2 separate regions of the Mus musculus genome follow, and region 1 is linked to region 2. Evidence: chromatin contacts called from public HiChIP or PLAC-seq data. All regions are on one chromosome and are shown on one strand. Each heading gives the region's core, a stretch centred on a gene start, on an enhancer-like site or on the middle of the called end of the contact. The rest is flanking DNA. Distances are from core to core; before and after follow the strand shown.

What was found. HiChIP or PLAC-seq counts read pairs in DNA pulled down with a chosen protein or histone mark.
Region 1: a BATF HiChIP or PLAC-seq map of CD8 T cells shows a contact between it and region 2, with 7 read pairs. The contact joins two enhancer-like sites. A contact is called at or near these places in 2 of 15 datasets of contacts at CTCF or cohesin (CD8 T cells and the NIH/3T3 cell line), 1 of 484 Hi-C or Micro-C datasets (B cells) and 1 of 115 datasets of contacts at active chromatin or transcription factors (CD8 T cells).

What each region holds. Positions count from the first base shown.
Region 1 is chr17:78,361,170-78,364,811 of GRCm38.p6, forward strand. All of the region lies in intron 13 of Crim1 (cysteine rich transmembrane BMP regulator 1 (chordin like)), which reads left to right. Among named protein-coding and RNA genes, the nearest start is that of Gm52306, 28 kb to the left of the region's middle. Within about 2 kb of position 1,407, at least 138 of the 459 cell types and tissues checked have an H3K27ac peak or open chromatin away from gene starts, as enhancers often do. A contact at or near this core is called in CD8 T cells, where this site is marked.
Region 2 is chr17:78,163,456-78,166,790 of GRCm38.p6, forward strand. No RefSeq gene overlaps it. Among named protein-coding and RNA genes, the nearest start is that of Gm32282, 35 kb to the right of the region's middle. Within about 2 kb of position 1,981, at least 9 of the 459 cell types and tissues checked have an H3K27ac peak or open chromatin away from gene starts, as enhancers often do. A contact at or near this core is called in CD8 T cells, where this site is marked.

The sequences.
Region 1 (3,642 bases), core at 157-2,656, 200 kb after region 2:
AACCAGCTGGTCAGACTTCTGCTCGTGGAACTCGGGAACATGTATAATTCTTCTGTTGATTTGAAGCAACCATTTTATTGCACTATGCTGAAGAAACTGGAAGTCTCTTTTGATCTTTATAATAGAGTTAGACTTCACATCCGGAGAAATAGATGAACTGAAATAGAACTGGGTTTTGAAGAAAGGACTTTGATGGCCACTGGCTTATGGCAGCCATACTACATGATAATGTCTGTCTCTTTTTTTATATGAAAATCATTAAGATTGGCTGGTTTTCCTCATTGAAATTGATCAGGACTTGCATGCACACAAGTCCACTTGAGCTCCCTCTTCACGCTCTTGGAGTCTGCTCTGTCCCTTTAGCCAGAGTGCTCAGAGCCTGCACCTACTGACCTGTTGGTTGTTTACTTAAATTCTAGCTTCTTAAAGTTTCTTTTTAAGTCTTTCCTTTACATTTAAAAAAGGGGGGGGGATAATTACGTTAGTTTCTCAAGTGGGCTGCTCACATTGTATGTGTGACAAACATGACACTCCAAACATGACACTCATTTGCCCAACTGAAGTTGATAAAGAAAAATTATAGTACAGGCCAGGGATATTTAGTGTCTTTATCAGAAAGTGTGCCTTACTCCTTTCTGGGTTAGGAAGAGGAATTGTAATGCATTATGGGAAGTGTACACTGATATTGCCTGTACCCATGTAAAGAGCCAGTTGTGGCAGCATACATCTGTAACCCTAGCAGTGAAAGAGGAGAGACACAGACAGACCCTCGAGCTTGCTAGCCAGCAAGTCTGGCAGTTCTATGTTCAGTAAGAGAAACCACAGCAAAATATAAGTTGGGGACACACATGCACACAGTGCACACACACACACATGTGCATACACAGACAAATGCTAAGCTACATACACACACTTCAAATTTCAAGCTTAGTCCCCACCCTGAAGTGAGCCAGTCCTTTGGCACACCCACTAAATGTAAGCCTCCATGTTGCTCTGAACGCATGTCCCAGAGGAAATAGGCCCTGTTGGCGAATGAAGCCAAGAGTTAAGAACAATACTGTGAGTGTGTGTGCCAGCATTTCAATACCTATGGAAGGAAAAGTGGTCCCAGAGTAGTACTGTGCTGAACTGATATAAACGGGGATTTCTTAAAGCCACAACACCTTTTAGCTTCCTGGCTACCAGGATCCCAGAGTAAATTACTTTCCTGGACTCTGTAGTGTAGCAGGAGATTTAAAAGAACTGATGCAATTTCTAAAGCCGCCTGGCTTCCTCTCAGGAAGTGACTCCCACACCATGACCACCACAACAGAATTAGAACCCAAAGTGTCCGTCCGAGAAGGTTGCCTCTGAGGCAGAAACCGAAACTGGAACGCAGGTGACAGTGGGTTTGGGGTTCTGTATCCTTCCGTGGAGGAAACAGGAAGCAGCCCGGAGACACTTCCTCTGCAGAGGCTCATATGTACAGCACTCCTCGGAGTCAGCGGGCCTCTGGGTCCATATGAGTGACTCCTGGGACTGTAGGTTGAATCCAGAAAGAGGCAAAAGGCACTGTGGCTGCCAAAGCCATTGGCGAACTTTATTTTGTAATTAGAACAGCTCAAGTAGTAAAAGCCGGCTCCAAGGGTCACAGCTTGTTAAGCTTTTATTCTTATCTTGAAAAGACAGGAGATGGTCAAGTTTAGACAGTTGAATTCAGCCTAGCTGGCATAAACATGGAAGGCTTGAACAGTTGTCACCTTTTTTATAACCAGAATCCAGGACAGACAGAGGGGAAACCACACTGAGTGCTGCTCCAGAAAGGGCACTGGATATTTGTTACGTGCTCCTGGGCTGTACAAGATACTGTTGCTTGAATTTGCATACAGAGGGGAGAGAGAGAGAGAGAGAGAGAGAGAGAGAGAGAGAGAGAGATTCTGTGACTTAAACAGCCTCTGTCATGTAACCATTGTGGCAAACCTATCCCCACCATAAGATAGCCCACCATGTTCACCATATTGACAGTGTCCAAAAAACAAAACAATTACCTGAAAGAGGCCATTTCAGATTGAATCTGATAAGGTCAGACAAGGGGCCCCTGATGAGGAAGTAAAATGCCATAGCTTATCAAATCAAGGTATAACCATTGAAATAGTGACTGTCTCGCCTGAATATTTAAAGCATTGGCCCCTGATGCCATTGCCAGTGGAAAAGCCCAGAGCTGTCTGATGCTAAGGCAGTGTCTTCCGGATCGTGCTCATGGGATGTTTAATCCCTAGTGTATTGGTTTTAAAAGGAAATGTTTTTTTTTGTATCGGTGCTGTCCCTGATGTTTTCCTTGGAACGTTCTCCTGTCGTCATTCTGTTGGTAGGCAAGAAGGCATGTGTGGGTTGGAGAACCATGCCCGCGCTGGTTCCTGTCCCACCCCGACTTCCTGTCCTCAGCTTAGATGAGTGACTTGACTTCCACGGGCCTCGATTTTCTGTAGGATTGAAACAATCACTGTGTCCACTGAGCTGTGGAGATCAAATGGAACTGACTGACTCATGTGAAATACTCATCTTGGTGCCTGGCACATAGCAGTCATCCAGTAAGTGGAAGTTACAAATAATCCAAGCAAGGTATTGAATAGCCGAAGCACATGATGTCATTGTGTGCATAAGCAGAGCAATGCGGTGGCATTTGGGAAGAAACAGATAGCGTGTACACCCAGTAGTTACATTGAAACTCGGTCCCTAGGTCTGCATTCCTCACCAGGCTAGGTGCTTTGAGTGGCTTTTTCGTAATCTCACTTAGGCTAAGTACAAGAAAACTTCAGTGACTCGTAATTCATTACAAACACCTTCAAGTTGCATAGACTCGCCCCTGTTTTTCCATTCTGAAGGTTTCTTAAACCTGTGGTCCATCTAGCAACCAACATCTGCTCTATACTGTGTCAGCCTCTACCGAAGTCACTAACTTCTCAAGAGAAACCGAGTAAAAAGCAAAAATATTTCTAGGAAGACTCATTAACCAAAATCTATCTTACTATTTCCTGGGCCAGATGGCACCTGCCCTGGTAAATTGGGACTGTCTTGAAAGCAAGAGTCACATCTGCTTGCTTCACATGAAAATTCACTATTAGCACAGTATGGCTTGGTTCTTAATACCCTATTTAGAGAAACATATTTCGTTGCAATGAAAGGTTTTGGTACTTTGGTTCAGGTAGACTTCTCAAGCAAGACCAGGAATGGTGTCTTTGACATGGGGCTCAACTAAGAGTCTTGAGTCAGGCTCTCTGCACACCCTGCCATACACTAATTCTGACCCACCTCAAGTCCAGCACCAGCTTAGCTTTTGCTGGGCACTGAGTGTATGGGGTGGCCTCAGAGTTTCTGAAGGAAGCCAGTGCACATCGGAGCCAACACAAGAAGTGTCTGCCTGCCGGCTGGCATCTGCTATGCCCTAAACATCTTCACACACAGTTTTTCAAATCTGATCTCAAATCTGAATGAAGTCATTTGCAGATGAACTGAAGCTGAACGTGACTTGCTTTTAGGGTCTTCAGGGATGAGTAGAGTTTCAGGGGAACCATGATAAACAACTGGTCTGGTAGCAGTCAGCTCACATGTGTGGGCAGTTCCCCAGGGGCTGCACATTCCTTAGCGGGTCAGAAACTCTGA
Region 2 (3,335 bases), core at 731-3,230:
AACCCCAAGACCTGTGTATAGTGACACCTAGTGGTTGCCCGAACTCAGTTCCTAGCATGACAGGCATGCCCGTGTAGCTGAAGGTTTTGTAAAGGAGGCATCTTTCCTCTATATATGCATAGGCTTTGAGTTAACCAGGTTGTTCATTGGCCTTTACACCAATGCCACAAAGTTAGGGCCACAAATGCACTCGATTTTAAACCATAGGAAATTAATATTTAATATTTACACAGCCCAGAGAAGTCACGGGAGTAAAAAGCAGCCATAACTGTGATGTGTCGAGAGATGATTTTGGCCAAGTCTCGAATCTAAAAGGTATAACATTAAACCAAAGCACAGTCTATTTCTCAACAGTTTCAAAGACCCAGTAGCATTCTTCACTACAGAGGTCGTTCCCAGGAATCCTTTCCTCTGCCTTTAACATCGCCCTAGGGTGGACCTGCCCAAGTGCTTATCGCTACTCTCGCTTCTTCAGGGGAAGTTAGAGGGGAGTTATCTACAGTGCACTAAGGAAACTTTCCCTTATCGTACGATCTATCCCTGGCCAGGAACCTTTTAAAACTCAGTGGTGTCTTGAAAGGGGGGTTGGTACTTCCTCTATCAAAAAAAAAACTGTCCCATGGAGTTGACTTCCTAAGGCCTGAGAAGGACTGCTTATGTAACATGCAAAGTAAAAGTGAGGACAGAGCCCTCTGGAATGTATCAAATTGAAGTCTTCTGTTACGTTTCACTTTGGGAATTACAGAAACGAGATATAATAAATATGGTTGGTTTGGTCACCGAAACATGTAATGAGGATAGAAGCTGGGAAATTATAATTGGATAAAAAATTTAAAAATGTGATGTGAGGACTTAAAGCATTTCATAGTCTGGTGGAAATATGGAATTGATTTTCCTGACCCCATAAACTAATTGACCCTGATTTTCAAGGATCCCCAGTCTTACCTTTGACCTGACATCCCTCCTTTTATTTTATATGTTTCGGGGTTGATAGTACTATTAATAATAATTATTATTATTATTATTATTATTATTATTATTATTACTACTACTGTGCTAAGGAGCGAACTCAGGGCCCTTTTCTGTTTGGTAACTGCTTTATCACTGTGTTGGACCCTGAGTTCAGGTGCCAAATAAGAATATTTCCTGTGGAGAGCAGATGAAGTCCAAGGCAAATGGATACTGTTGACCTGGGCATGAATCATGGGAATGCTGAGGCCTTCCTCTGCAACACTGACCAACAGCTGGCCTGTAGCCAGAGGCAGTATGGGTAAGAAGTACCCATTTAGCTAACCTGCCTCCTCGAGCATGCTGTATGTTGTAAACTTGCTGAGTATCCAGGCTGCTGGTGCATTTCCACTCAGACACAGAGGCACAGCCCACCCAATACCAGCACTCAATGTTGTTTGGGTCTGTCGCTCTTCATTTCTGGCCAGCCCCAGTCCCAGTCAGGTTTTCAGACTCAGCCCTGCTTTGGCAACTTCCCATCATAAAATTGAATGATAGGCCTGATTTAGAAATGTGTAAATCTCTATTGGCCTGACTATTTCACTGGACTTAGACCAGACCTCTCTAAATCCATTAGCTTATCAGTTGTTCAACCACAATCACACTGGACTGGTTGTTGTTGTTGTTGTTTTGTATTTTGGAGTTGTTTGTTTGTTTGAAATGGGGCCTCTCTGTAACCCAAGTTGGCCTGAAAATATCTATGTAGATCAAGATGGTCTTGAACTGGCAAAGACACACCTCTCTCTGCTTCCCAAGTAATGGTGATAAAGGCATATGCCACCATGCCTGACTACATTGGGTTCTTTCTTGATGGACATCAAAATTCTTCAATCCAAAGAGCAAATAAAATATAGACACTTTTTCATTGTGCTCTCTGAAGTTTTATGATTTTTTTATTAACACCTTAAAGCAAAATGTGTTAAAATGACAACCCAGTTTTGTCCTCTAGGGCATGTCTGACCTTGTGACATGACTCACCATGCATTACCTCAGTAAAATTCCCCACTTTAAAATGAGTGCCACACCTGCATCTAGCTATGCATTGAAAACAAATGGTTAAGGAAGATTTGTGAAGATCTTTTTGATAAATAATTTGAAATGGGATAAAATGGGATCATGACCATTGTTGGTATGGCATATTTAATCAATATACATTTTTGTTTTATGGGAACATACTTAATCACACATAATAATGTGTTTCACCGTGACATTTCATACACATAGATGAAATATTTTGCACATGTTTATTTTCTATTGCCCTTCCTTCTCCTGACTTCATTTCTGATTGCTTTATGCCTTCTAACTAGCCCTTTCACTTTCATAATGAGAGGTGGGGTTTTTGGTTGGTTGGCTGGTTGGTTTTAGTGATCTGGGTACAAATTCTAGTTTCTCTCCAAATTATAGAAATCCTTTGTCTTTTAATGAACTGGATACATGCATTGCCCATTTTTTTTAAAAAAAATGAAGATGAATTCATTTTCTCATCCCACATGAAGTAGACTTAATAGACTTTTAGCATGACTTTCTCCACAATATTACAAGGGAACTGGAGCCCAGGACAGGATATCATTTTGGAAACCACTAGTGTGTTTCTTATAACAGAAGCAAGTACTTTAACCTCAAAATTACACAATATCTCTTAGAAGTTAATGTGAGCAATAACAATACTTTTAAAAATTTCTATTGGACTGGCAGCCACTTCTTGAGTCAAGGAGATAAATTGAAAAGAAATGAAATACTAAATTCAACAAGTCCAACATCTCAAGAAGTATTACTTGGAAATATAAATCTGTACAAGAAATGTTAAAATAACCATGGAATTGTTTTTACCAGAAATGTTTAGAATGCATTTATACTCTACTGAGGAGAATCATGAAAGATAAATATATCAATTACTAGACATTCATAGATATGTGAATTCATGGATAACAGTGGTTATATTTGTGTATTTGTGGGGTATGTGTGTGCGTGTGAGTGTGTGTGTAGTATGTGTGAATTGTGAATATGTGTGAGTTTGTGTGAGTGAGTGTGTGTGTGTGTGTGTGTGTGTGTGTGTGTGTGTTATTTAAGGTCCCCCAAATAACTTAGAAAACATACAAGTTCAAACAGCTTTCTACCTTTTTGGACCATTAAGGTAATTCTTTCCTCCCTTATCCATGGGTGCTGCAATACAATTTTCCATGTAAAAGAAAGAGACTGTAATTCTGCCTTCCACTCCGCCCACTTCTCTGCTCCTCTGCTCCAACCTGTCTAATTCAAACAGAGAATGTCTTAGTGCTTAGCTGGCAGCGTGTTGAACTGTTGCCTAACTGTCTCCTGGATGTTTC